Regions from separate parts of the Mus musculus genome. Here region 1 is linked to region 2. Evidence: chromatin contacts called from public Hi-C data. All regions are on one chromosome and are shown on one strand. The core of a region is the stretch at or near the end of the contact, and the rest is flanking DNA. Distances in the headings are between cores, read along the strand shown.

Region 1 (5,112 bases), core at 1,847-4,346, 85 kb before region 2:
CACATCCGTAACAGGGTAGAAAAACAAACTTAATAGCAAATCTGTGAGAAATGGGTACTGTCTGAGATGTCTAGACACTTTAGTGAACATTTCAAAATTATAATAGAAAATCATACTCTAAGTTTAGATTAAATGGTATCTTCAGTGAAAAAAATATTAAAATTATTGTTTTTTTGTGTAAAATTAAGGCAATTTGGCTGGATTTTTTTTCAAAGCTTATTTGTATTGTCTGCGTGACGTGTGTATGTGTGCATATTTGTCTGCATGTCTTTGAGGGGCAGAGGTCAACACCTAGGAGTTTCCCTCTATCACTCTCCACCTTATTAGAGAAGGTTTTTTAATGGAATCTGGAGCTTCCTGGGTAGTCTGGCTGGCCTGTGAGATCAGGGGGTCCTGGGGTCTTCGCTGTGCTGCACTACTTCCAGCACCAGGGTTCAGAGGTGCTTTGCACGATTGGCGTGGCGATTGGCTTTTTTTTTTTTTTTGGTGGGGTTGAGGGATCTGAAGTCAGGTACTCATGCTTACACAGCAGCAAACCCTTTATCAGCTGATCCCTTTCCTCAGCTTGAGGTTCAGCTGAAAATAGAGAAGTGGTAGGGAAACAAGATGCGCTCACAGTTGAAGTCTTAGATAAACACTGAACCACATTTCACAGATGTGATAGTAAATCACTGAGGGAAAGAAGGTTTGGCCTAAACATGTTAGAAATTTCCAGGTTGTAGTCTGTGTGATTGCTCTGTTGGGTGTTGTTTTTGTTGTTGCTGTGGTTTGTGAATTTGTTTTTTGTTTGGGAGGATTTTTAAACTTGTTTTTGCTATCAAAGGCAATCTGTTCCCTTGAAGGCTTAATCAGTGGTATCATAGAGCAGAGCAAAACCTCATGTATTGATAAAGGGAAGATGGTGGTAGATGGGAAGGTACCTGCTTGATTATTATTATTAAGATGTATAGATTATAGATTTGGGTTTTTTTGTTTTGTTTTGTTTTGTTTTGTTTTTCTTTTTTTTTGGTGTTTTGAGACAGGGTTTCTCTGTATAGCCCTGGCTGTCCTGGAACTCACTTTGTAGACCAGGCTGGCCTCAAATTCAGAAATCCGCCTGCCTCTGCCTCCCGAGTGCTGGGTTTAAAGGTGTGCGCCACCACACCTGGCTTATAGATTTGTTTTTAAGACATGCTATAAAGTAGGAAACAGTTGTATTGGCTTTAGTTTGTATTAAGTTGTCAATCTGTATAGATGTTTTCACTCTCAAAGTTTTGTTTCATAGCTACTGTGAAAATAGTCCTTCCATTCCACTTCATAGTGTTGACAATATCAAATGAGACAATCCATATGGAATTATTTTATACACTTTTATTTTGAGAATCAGTTTGTTTTAATTTTTATATTTTTCCAGTTATCTAAGGTTGTTTGACAGTTTTGCAAGTTTATATAATGATTTTAGTCACTTTTTTTTCTCCTCCTTTCTTGTCCCATCGTCCCCTACCTGGCCCTCCAGCACCCTTCTCAATGAGTGCAACACCACTCCTACTTCTGTGCCTATGTTTTGTATGTAAATTCTTAAAGGTTATAAATAACAACTATAATTGTATTTGATATGCACACATAGCAATCTAAGCTAATGATCTGTTGCCAAGTAACAAACCTCCAGGTATTTGTTTAATTAATACTGGATTTCTGAGATCTCCAGATAAGATGACAGCCTAGACACTGCTTCTACGTGATGTGGAGGAGAACAGCCAGGATAAAACACAGTGGACTATACACCGAAGAGAGAAAGAACTTTAGACATTCATCCAGTGGGTGGTAGGGCAGCTGAAAAGTAAAAAGAAACACAAGGGCAGACAAAGAAACTGACACAGTCAACAGCAATTCAAGTCCAGAGGCTCAGATCATTGTCCCAGGGAGGAAACAGGAGTCTTATCTAAAAGCTGACCTTCCTGAAAAGACATGGCCAGTTCTAACCACAGGGCAGATGCATGGCTCTTGTAAGACTCAAATACAGTTACAAGTCTTGTTGAGAAAGTAATTCCTTTAGAGAGGAGGCTCAGAAATAGAGAGGAATTGAACCCTGTCAGTTTCCTAGGGTCAGAAGGTTGAAACTAAATGTTATCTTGAGAGGGTGCCTAGAATTTAAAATGGATCTATTCTGGGACCTGGAGAACAGGGAATAATTTTGTCAGGGGACCTGGTTCATCATGGTACAATCAGTGTACTATGAGAGCAATAGAAGATAATGGTGGAGTGTGGGAGGGACAGGTAATGCATTGGAAAGTTAGCTGTTGGTGTCTAGGTGCAGATCCTGCCAACGGAGAGTGGCTTTGGTAGCCCAACTGATAGCCCTGAGCTTGACAGCAGTGGATAAATCAAATCATCCTCTAATACCATCGGTCTGTTATAAGATTCATGTTTTTAACACTAAAGAGTTCCAAGGAACTAATGGGCTAGCCACCCACAAAGACATCCCTTCAGCACAGTGGTGACTGCTTAGTGGATCTTGAAAGTACAAAGACAGATCCAGCTACACATATCTTAGTGCTGTGGTTGTTTACCCCACTCTCAATACACTGCAGAGACACTGGCTAGAACATCATCCTGCCAAAAGGAGTCTAGTGGAGGTGGAAGAATATGCCTACAGACTGCAAGGCTAAGTATGCCTGTAGAGGCCTATGGTATTCAACAAAGGGAAGCAACTAGAGAGAAAGCAACATTGACTTTTCATCAGTAAAAGTTCAGCATCAATATAAACGATAGGGAATCCTGTCTCAATGTAGAGCAGGTTCATTACTGCCTCTCCTCATCTTGTGCCTTGCCTGCAACTTGAGTCTCTCCTGTGCTTCTTTTCTTGATAAGTTACATGTTTGAAATAAACGTCTGCCCCTCTGAGTGTTTTTTTTTTTCTTTCTTTAATGAAGAACTGGGTATAAGTTATGGGCAACCATATCTCAGCCAGAATGTCATCATACCTTGACATTTTTTTGTCATATACATTAGTCCATTTCTTATAGTTCAGCCTTATTCAAGGTCTCAGGACATGGGCACATTCAGCCAGATTATTTGCCAAAATACAACTAGAATGACATGAGTCTTAGTTTACAATAGCATCATTGTTCCTTTCTGTGGGCATTTTGCTCAGCATTTCTGTTTTCTGTGCTCTCACTGGAATGACACAGAGAGCTCTGCTTACACCATTTGACATATATTCTTGACCAAAGTTTCAAACTCCATTCCCCCTTCTTTCTAAAATTCACTTCCAAAGGTCTCAAAAATCACACGGTCAAATTGTCACACCAAGAGCCCCACTTGCTGATAGCAAAGTTTTGTGTCAGTTACTATCTTGTTGCTGTGACAACATAATTGACAAAAGCAACCTGAGGAAGAAAAGATTTAGTTAGACTCACAGTTTAATACAGTTCATTATGGTGAAGAAGGCACTGCTGCAGGAACTTGAGGTAGCTGGTTTGGAAGCCGAGTGTCTGTGCTTAATGCATTACCTCATTTTAATTCCCTTTGCAACTGCAGCTCATGGAAAGGTATCATCCCATTTGGGTTTCTGATCAGTTAACCTCTAGATAATCTTTCACTGATATGCCAAAACATTTGTTTTCATGGTGATTCTAAATTCTAGCAAGTTGACAGTCAAAATTAACCACCATGAATCTGTGGGGAGCGGGTGTGGCGGCAGTCCCAAAGAAACCAGGGACTGCAGCTAAGTCGTATGACTTGCACCTGACTTCCTCATATAAGCCACAAACATCTTGAGAGCTGCGCAGGTGTACTAGGATACCTGTGAATCCATTTTGATGGAGATATGCCCCTGCTGCCCTGATTAGCTGAAGCTGCGTGCCTGGTGAGGTGGCGTGGCTTGCTGTGCGTGGATGGGAACTGAGAGTATAAAAGAGTGAGAGGCCCAGGGTTCGAGGGAGATATAAACAAGGAAGATATAAACAAGGGTGATATAAACAAGGGAGATATAAACAAGGGAGATATAAACAAGGGAGATATAGATAAGGGAGATATAAACAAGGGAGATATAAACAAGGGAGATATGAACAAGGGAGATATAAACAAGGGAGATATAGATAAGGGAGATATAAACAAGGGAGATATAAACAAGGGAGATATAAACAAGAAGAAACAGGACTGAATAAACGTGTGCAGAAGGATCCTGTTGTAGCGTCGTTCTTCCTGGCCAGTTGGGTGCGCACAAGATGAATCTACAAGACATATGCTGAAGAAAATACAGTTTCCTCAACCAAGGAATTTTTTTATTGGATACTTTATATTTCAAATGTTCTCTCCCTTCCCAGTTCCCCCCTACCCCCACCGGATACTCGCTATCCCACTCCCCTACCCCTGCTTCTATGAGGGTGTTCTTCCACCCACTCACCCACTACCCCTACCTCCCTGCCCTCAAATTCCCCTACACTGGGGCATCTATCTAGCCTTCATAGGACCAAGGACCTCTCCTCCCATTGATGCCTGACAAGGCCATCCTCTGTTATATATGTGACTAGAGCCATCGGTCCCTCCATGTGTACTCCTTGGTTGGTGGCTGAGTACCTGGGAGCTCTGGGGGGTCCAGTTGGTTGATATTGTTGTTCTTCCTATGGGGTTGCAAACCCCTTCAGCTCCTTCAGTCCTTTCTCCAACTCCTTCACTGGGGACCTCACGCTCAATCCAATATCAACCAACAAATCTTGAAACTAGATGTCCACATATAAACTAATGAAACTAGACCCATATTTTCTTCCCTTTACAAGTTCAAAATAAAAATAATAGTTTAATGTAACACTCCAAATTCTAAAACTTTTAGGAAATACCAATAGGGAAATATCAAGATTCAGCAATTGACAGGTACTTTCCAAAAAACTGCTTCTAGTAACTAGGAATAATCCCCAGAGTTGACAAATGGAGTTGTGTGAAATTCAAGGTTTCTGTACAGCAAATTAAAAATTGAGCAGAGCGAATTTAGCCTACAGAATTTGAGAACATCTTTTCAAAATCCATCATATCATATATCAATCATCTACCTACTGTCTATTATCTATTTATCATTTAATATATTATCTATCTACACATCTATCTATCTATCTATCTATCATCTATCTATCT
Region 2 (5,528 bases), core at 886-3,385:
AAACAAAGCAAAACAAAACAAAAGGTTTTAAAGAGAGAGTGGTTAGGGTTTGAAGGTTGGTGGGGAAATAAATGGACGTTGGAGTAATGCTAATAAGAACTGGGTAATAAGGAAGAGTAGGAAGTGGGACTGTAAACAGAACGTATTACATGTTCATATATATAAATCTCAAAGAAAAATTAAATAGAGACCATTTTATATTGTTTTTAAGTAGCTTGTGATGGTTTGAAGGAAAATGACCCCTACTGTCTTATGAGTTTGAATACTTGGTCTCTAGTTAGTGGAACTGTTTGGAAAGAATTAGGAGACATGACCTTGTTGGGAGAGGTGTGCAACTGGTGGTGGGTAGGCTTTGAGGTTTCCAAAATTGCCACTTCCAGTGGACCTCTGTGCCTCCTGCTTGTGTTTGGAGATGGTGTTTTTCAGTTGTTACTGCCACCATGCCCATTAAACACTTCTTTAAGAGCACAACAAGGAAAGACAGCTAAAACATTTCTAATTCAAAATTAGATACATTTCTAATTCAAAATTCAAATACATCATGGCATCAGGGCACTTAATTATTTTTGTCATCATCTAGAAAGACAAAAGCAGCATTTGACATGTCAATATGAATGGGGGAATCTCAAGAGACCATACCACCAAACAAAGAGCTACAGTGAATTAATATCTGTAAAGAAAGCAAGAATTAGCCTTCTCCAGGGTGAATCCCTTAATAACTCTTCTAATACCAAGTAGTCAGTTGTAAAAGCATATCAATACAAACACACACACACACACACACACACACACACACACACGTGTGTGTGTGTGTGTGTGTGTGTGTGTGTGTATACATGTATGCTATAATAATAATTAAAGAAAAAGATTCCATTAATTTGAGTGGGGGACATGAAAGCAGTTAAATGGAGGAGAGAGTGGTGGTGAAGGTGAAATGATATTTTAAGTAAAGTAAAATAATTTGTTGTTAACAATAATATGATAATTAACATTATTATTTTATAATAATAAAAATCAGTGGTGGCACATGCCTTTAATCCCACCACTTGGGAGATTTCTGAGTTTGAGACCAGCCTGATCTATAGAGTGAGTTCCAGGATAGCCAGGTCTACACAGAGAAACCCTGTCCTGAAAAAAACCCTAAATAAATAAAGATAAAATAAAATAAAATTTTGAATCTTGGTAGCTTCTGCAATTTATCTCAAAATATAAGTAGAACAGACTGGGTGGCAGGGCTCAAACTATATTCTCATGTAATTAGTTTGACCTTTTTCTTATATTTGGACAGCATCCTTACATTTATGGTAGGTATAAAGACAATATCAGTGATGTACTTTATTATTGATGCTATTATTTGATCCCCTTCACTGGACCAAAGTGAATGTTTCCAAGATGCTATAAAAATTCTGATGGTTCAAACTGAAGCCGCCTTGAAAGAAAGACAGCATCCTTTGTTCTTTGGGTAAGGGAACAAGACATCCAATGCTCAATGAATAGCATGGTTGCCAGACATCTGCCATTTGCCTCATAATGGGACCAACTCCAAGGTACAATTGTCCTATGGGACCAAGCAGAAGCCTTTGTCTAATTGAAAACACATTCTTCATTGTTCTTTTCCTTGTCCCATTCTTCTCTCAGTACTCTTTGCCAAAGTGTTTACACTCTTTCCCTAAACCCTTTCCACTAAAATCTATGTTTTGTTCTTTAATAAACTCATCCTATGATACTATACCTGTGTCTCATTCATCTCAGAATGTCATTTACTCATTCCTACCTCACTTGCTGGTACTGTATCACATGCATAATTCTGCCTAGATTTCATCTGGTATGAAGCAGATCCTGAAGGAAGCAATCACTAATGGATGGGATCTGCTCATTTGACCATTATTATTTCTATAATTTTGGCATGGAATACAAGTATATCTTGTATTAGTGTTACCAGCATGAATCAGAATGTGTAGGGAAGTGAAATAAGGTTACAGTGGATTAATTTAATCACTATGTAAGGTTTTTATAACTCTAGCGAAGCAGTGTTTTTCCAGTGTTTCAATTCTCAAGCAGTCCTAATGTCCAAAGTCTCTAAAGTAATTTTTGAAACTCTAATGGGAGACCATTACTTCTTTGAGAGAGATGACTCTACAAAAGAATAATGCTACAATTCATGGCCGTTACTGCACAGTGGCACGTAGCTAAAGCTGTCAAAGAAGCTTCTCTCTCTCTCTTTTTTTTTTTTTCAGTACAATGCTAGGAAATTGTGCTGTGAGAAATCTTGCCATGAAGCCAAGAGGTCACAACAATACCTAAAAATCTAAGCAGCTCAATCTGTTATAAACATGCTTGAGTGAAATGAATTTTTCTGGGCGTTTATGACATCACAAGAAGCTAGAAAATTATGAGCTGTTTTGATTTGTGAAACTATTAAAAACATGAAGCAGTTTCTTCTCCAATTTCCCTTCCACGGCGACTCCACCTCTGCTCCATAGCCCCACTTTATATTGCTCACTGTAAGAAAAGTAAAGGGAAAAACTAAGTGGGCAGCCATGAACTTACAATATGTTCTTTGCTGAAGATACAGCACACTGAGTGGCAAAACAAATGTGTATGACTTCTGCATTTAGTCTTCCAGACCTTAAACTGCAGTCCTTCAATCTTTGGTTGGTTTACTACTTCTAGGGGAGATGATCTCAGGATGGCTGAGTAGGAAACTATTGCCTGAGCTTTTGTCCCCGCTGGCAAGAACACACTCAGGACAACCGGAATCATCTGCGGCAAAAGGCTTTATTGCTTACTTCTCAGGAGGAAGACCCCAAACCCAGAAAATGGCGCTGCTTATATAGCCCGCAGCATGACGTTTCAGCACCTGATGTGGCGTGACAGCTCCTGATTCGTTGCTTGCCCATCACCCCATTACTACGCCCCGGCCCCGAGATGGGCAGTGACTAGGCTTGAATTCACTCTTGCACTTGCACATAAGGCTTGTTTACTAGTTAGGCGCAGTGGAAGCCAGCGCCATCTTATAATGGCGATTGCTCACGGCACGGCTCTCCACAGGAAACCAAGCTTTCTAACACAGAAAGTTAATTAAAACCCACTCTTCTTCTTTCTTCTTTTGGAAAATGCAGAACTATGATAACCCTTTAGAGATAAATAGGTTGTTGTCACTGTAGGCTGCAGATTGACACACAACTCATAAGAGGGATCCAGAAGTTTGGAGTTGTGGTTTAAATGGGAACATCCTCTTCTCCTGCAGGCTCATATATTTAAATTCTTGGTCCCTGTTTAGGAAAATGTTAAACTGTAGGAAGGATTAGGATGCATGGCCTTATTGGAGGAGGTATTGATAAGGAATTTTGAGGTTTCAAAAGCCCAGGTTCAAACAACCCAGTCTCTCTCTGTTTCTCTGTTTCTGGCTCTGTTTCTCTCTCTCTCTCTCTCTCCTGCTTGTAGATATAAAGTTATTAAATCATGATTTAATGCCCTTGAACTATAAGCAATCTCATTTATTTATTTATTAACTTTTATTTACTTATTTTATTAGATTTTTTCTACATTTATATTTCAAATGTTATTCCCTTTCCTATTTTACCCTCAAAAAACTCCCTATCCCATCTCCCCTTCCCCCTGCTCACCTATCCACCCACTCCCACTTCCCTGTCCTGGCATTCCCCTACACTGGGGCATCAAGCCTTCTCAGGACCAAGGACCTCTCCTCCCATTGATCTCCCATAAGGCCATTCTATGCTACATGTGCAGCTGGAGCCATGGGTCCCTCTATATGTACTCTTTGGTTCGTGGTTTAGTCCCTGGGAGCTTTGGGGGGTACTGGTTGGTTCATATTGTTGTTCCTTCTATGTGGCTGCAAGCTCCTTCAGCTCCTTGCTTCCTTTCTCTAGCTCCTCCATTGGGGACCTTGTTCTCAGTCCAATGATTGGCTGAGAGCATCCACCTATGTAATTGTCGGGGATTGGCAGAGCCTCTCAAGAGACAGCTATGTGAGACTCCAGTCAGCAAGCACTTGTTGGCATCCACAATTATGTCTCAGTTTGCTGACTGTATATGGGAAGGATTCCCAGGTGGGGCAGTTTCTGGATGGTCATTCCTTCAGTCTCTGCTCCACACTTTGTCACTGTATCTCCTCCCATGGGTATTTTGTTCCCCCTTCTAAGAAGGTCCAAAGTATCTATACTTTGGTCTTCCTTCTTCTTGAGTTTCATTTGGTCTGTGAATTGTATGTTGGGTATTCTGGGCTTCTGGGCTAATATCCACTTATCAGTGAGTATATACCACATATGTTCTTTTTTTTCTTTGTTTTATTAGATTTTTTTAAATATACATTTCAAATGCTATCCTGAAAGTTCCCTATACCCTCCCTCCACCCTCCTCCCTTACCCACCCACTCCCGCTTCTTGGCCCTGGCATTCCCCTGTATTGGGGAATATAAGGTTTGTAATACCAAGGGGCCTCTCTTCTCAGTGATGGCCAACTAGGCCATCTTCTGCTATTTATGCAGCTAGAGATATGAGCTCTGGGGGTATTGGTCAGTTCAGATTGTTATTCTACCTATAGGGTTGCAGACCCCTTCAGCTCCTTGGGTGCTTTCTCTAGCTCCAACATTGGGGTCCCTGTGTTCCATCTTATAGATGACTGTGAGCATCCACTTCTGTATTTGCCAGGCAAGGGCAAAGCCTCACACGAGACAGCTATAACAGGGTCCCTTCAGCAAAATCTTTCTGGCATATGCAATAGTGTCTGGGTTTGGTGGCTGATTATGGGATGGATCCCCGGGTCGGGTGGTCTCTGGATAGTCCATCCTTTTGTCTTAGCTCTTTGTCTCTGTAACTCCTTTCATGGGTATTTTGTTCCCTATTCTAAGGAAGAATGAAGTATCCACCCATTGGTCTTCCCTCTTCTTGATTTTCTTGTGATTTGCAAATTGTATCTTGGGTGTTCTATGTTTCTGGGCTAATATCCACTTATCAGTAAGTGCATATCTAATGACTTCTTTTGTGATTGGGTTACCTCACTAAGGATGATATCCTCCAGATACATCCATTTGTCCAAGAATTTCATAAATCCATTGTTTTTAATAGCTGAGTAGTACTCCATTGTGTAAATGTACCATATATTCTGTATCCATTCTTCTGTTGAAGGACATCTTGGTTCTTTCCAGCTTCTGGCTATTATAAATAAGACTGCTATGAACATAGTAGAGCATGTGTTCTTATTACCAGTTGGAACTTCTTCTGGGTATATGACAAGGGGAGGTATTGGTGGATCTTCCGGTAGTATTATGTCCAATTTTCTGAGGAACCTCCAGACTGATTTCCAGAGTGGTTGTACAAGCTTGCAATCCCACCAACAATGGAGGAGTGTTCCTCTTTCTCCACATCCTCGCCAGCATCTGCTTTCACCTGAATTTTTGATCTTAGCCATTCTGAATGGTGTGAGGTGGTATCTCAGGGTTGTTTTGATTTGCATTTCCCTGATGATTAAGGATGTTGAACATTTTTTCAGGTGCTTCTCTGCCA

What was found. Hi-C and Micro-C count contacts between places; a contact is called where the count stands out from the background.
Region 1: a contact with region 2 is called in a Hi-C map of cortical glia, with 2.4 times the contacts expected there. The contact joins two enhancer-like sites. A contact is called at or near these places in 5 of 484 Hi-C or Micro-C datasets (brain, cortical glia, forebrain and 2 more) and 2 of 115 datasets of contacts at active chromatin or transcription factors (embryonic stem cells and neural progenitor cells).

Annotation. Positions count from the first base shown.
Region 1 is chr15:9,887,120-9,892,231 of GRCm38.p6, reverse strand. No RefSeq gene overlaps it. Among named protein-coding and RNA genes, the nearest start is that of Spef2, 140 kb to the right of the region's middle. Within about 2 kb of position 3,096, at least 10 of the 459 cell types and tissues checked have an H3K27ac peak or open chromatin away from gene starts, as enhancers often do. A contact at or near this core is called in cortical glia, where this site is marked.
Region 2 is chr15:9,800,683-9,806,210 of GRCm38.p6, reverse strand. No RefSeq gene overlaps it. Among named protein-coding and RNA genes, the nearest start is that of Spef2, 55 kb to the right of the region's middle. Within about 2 kb of position 2,135, at least 13 of the 459 cell types and tissues checked have an H3K27ac peak or open chromatin away from gene starts, as enhancers often do. A contact at or near this core is called in cortical glia, where this site is marked.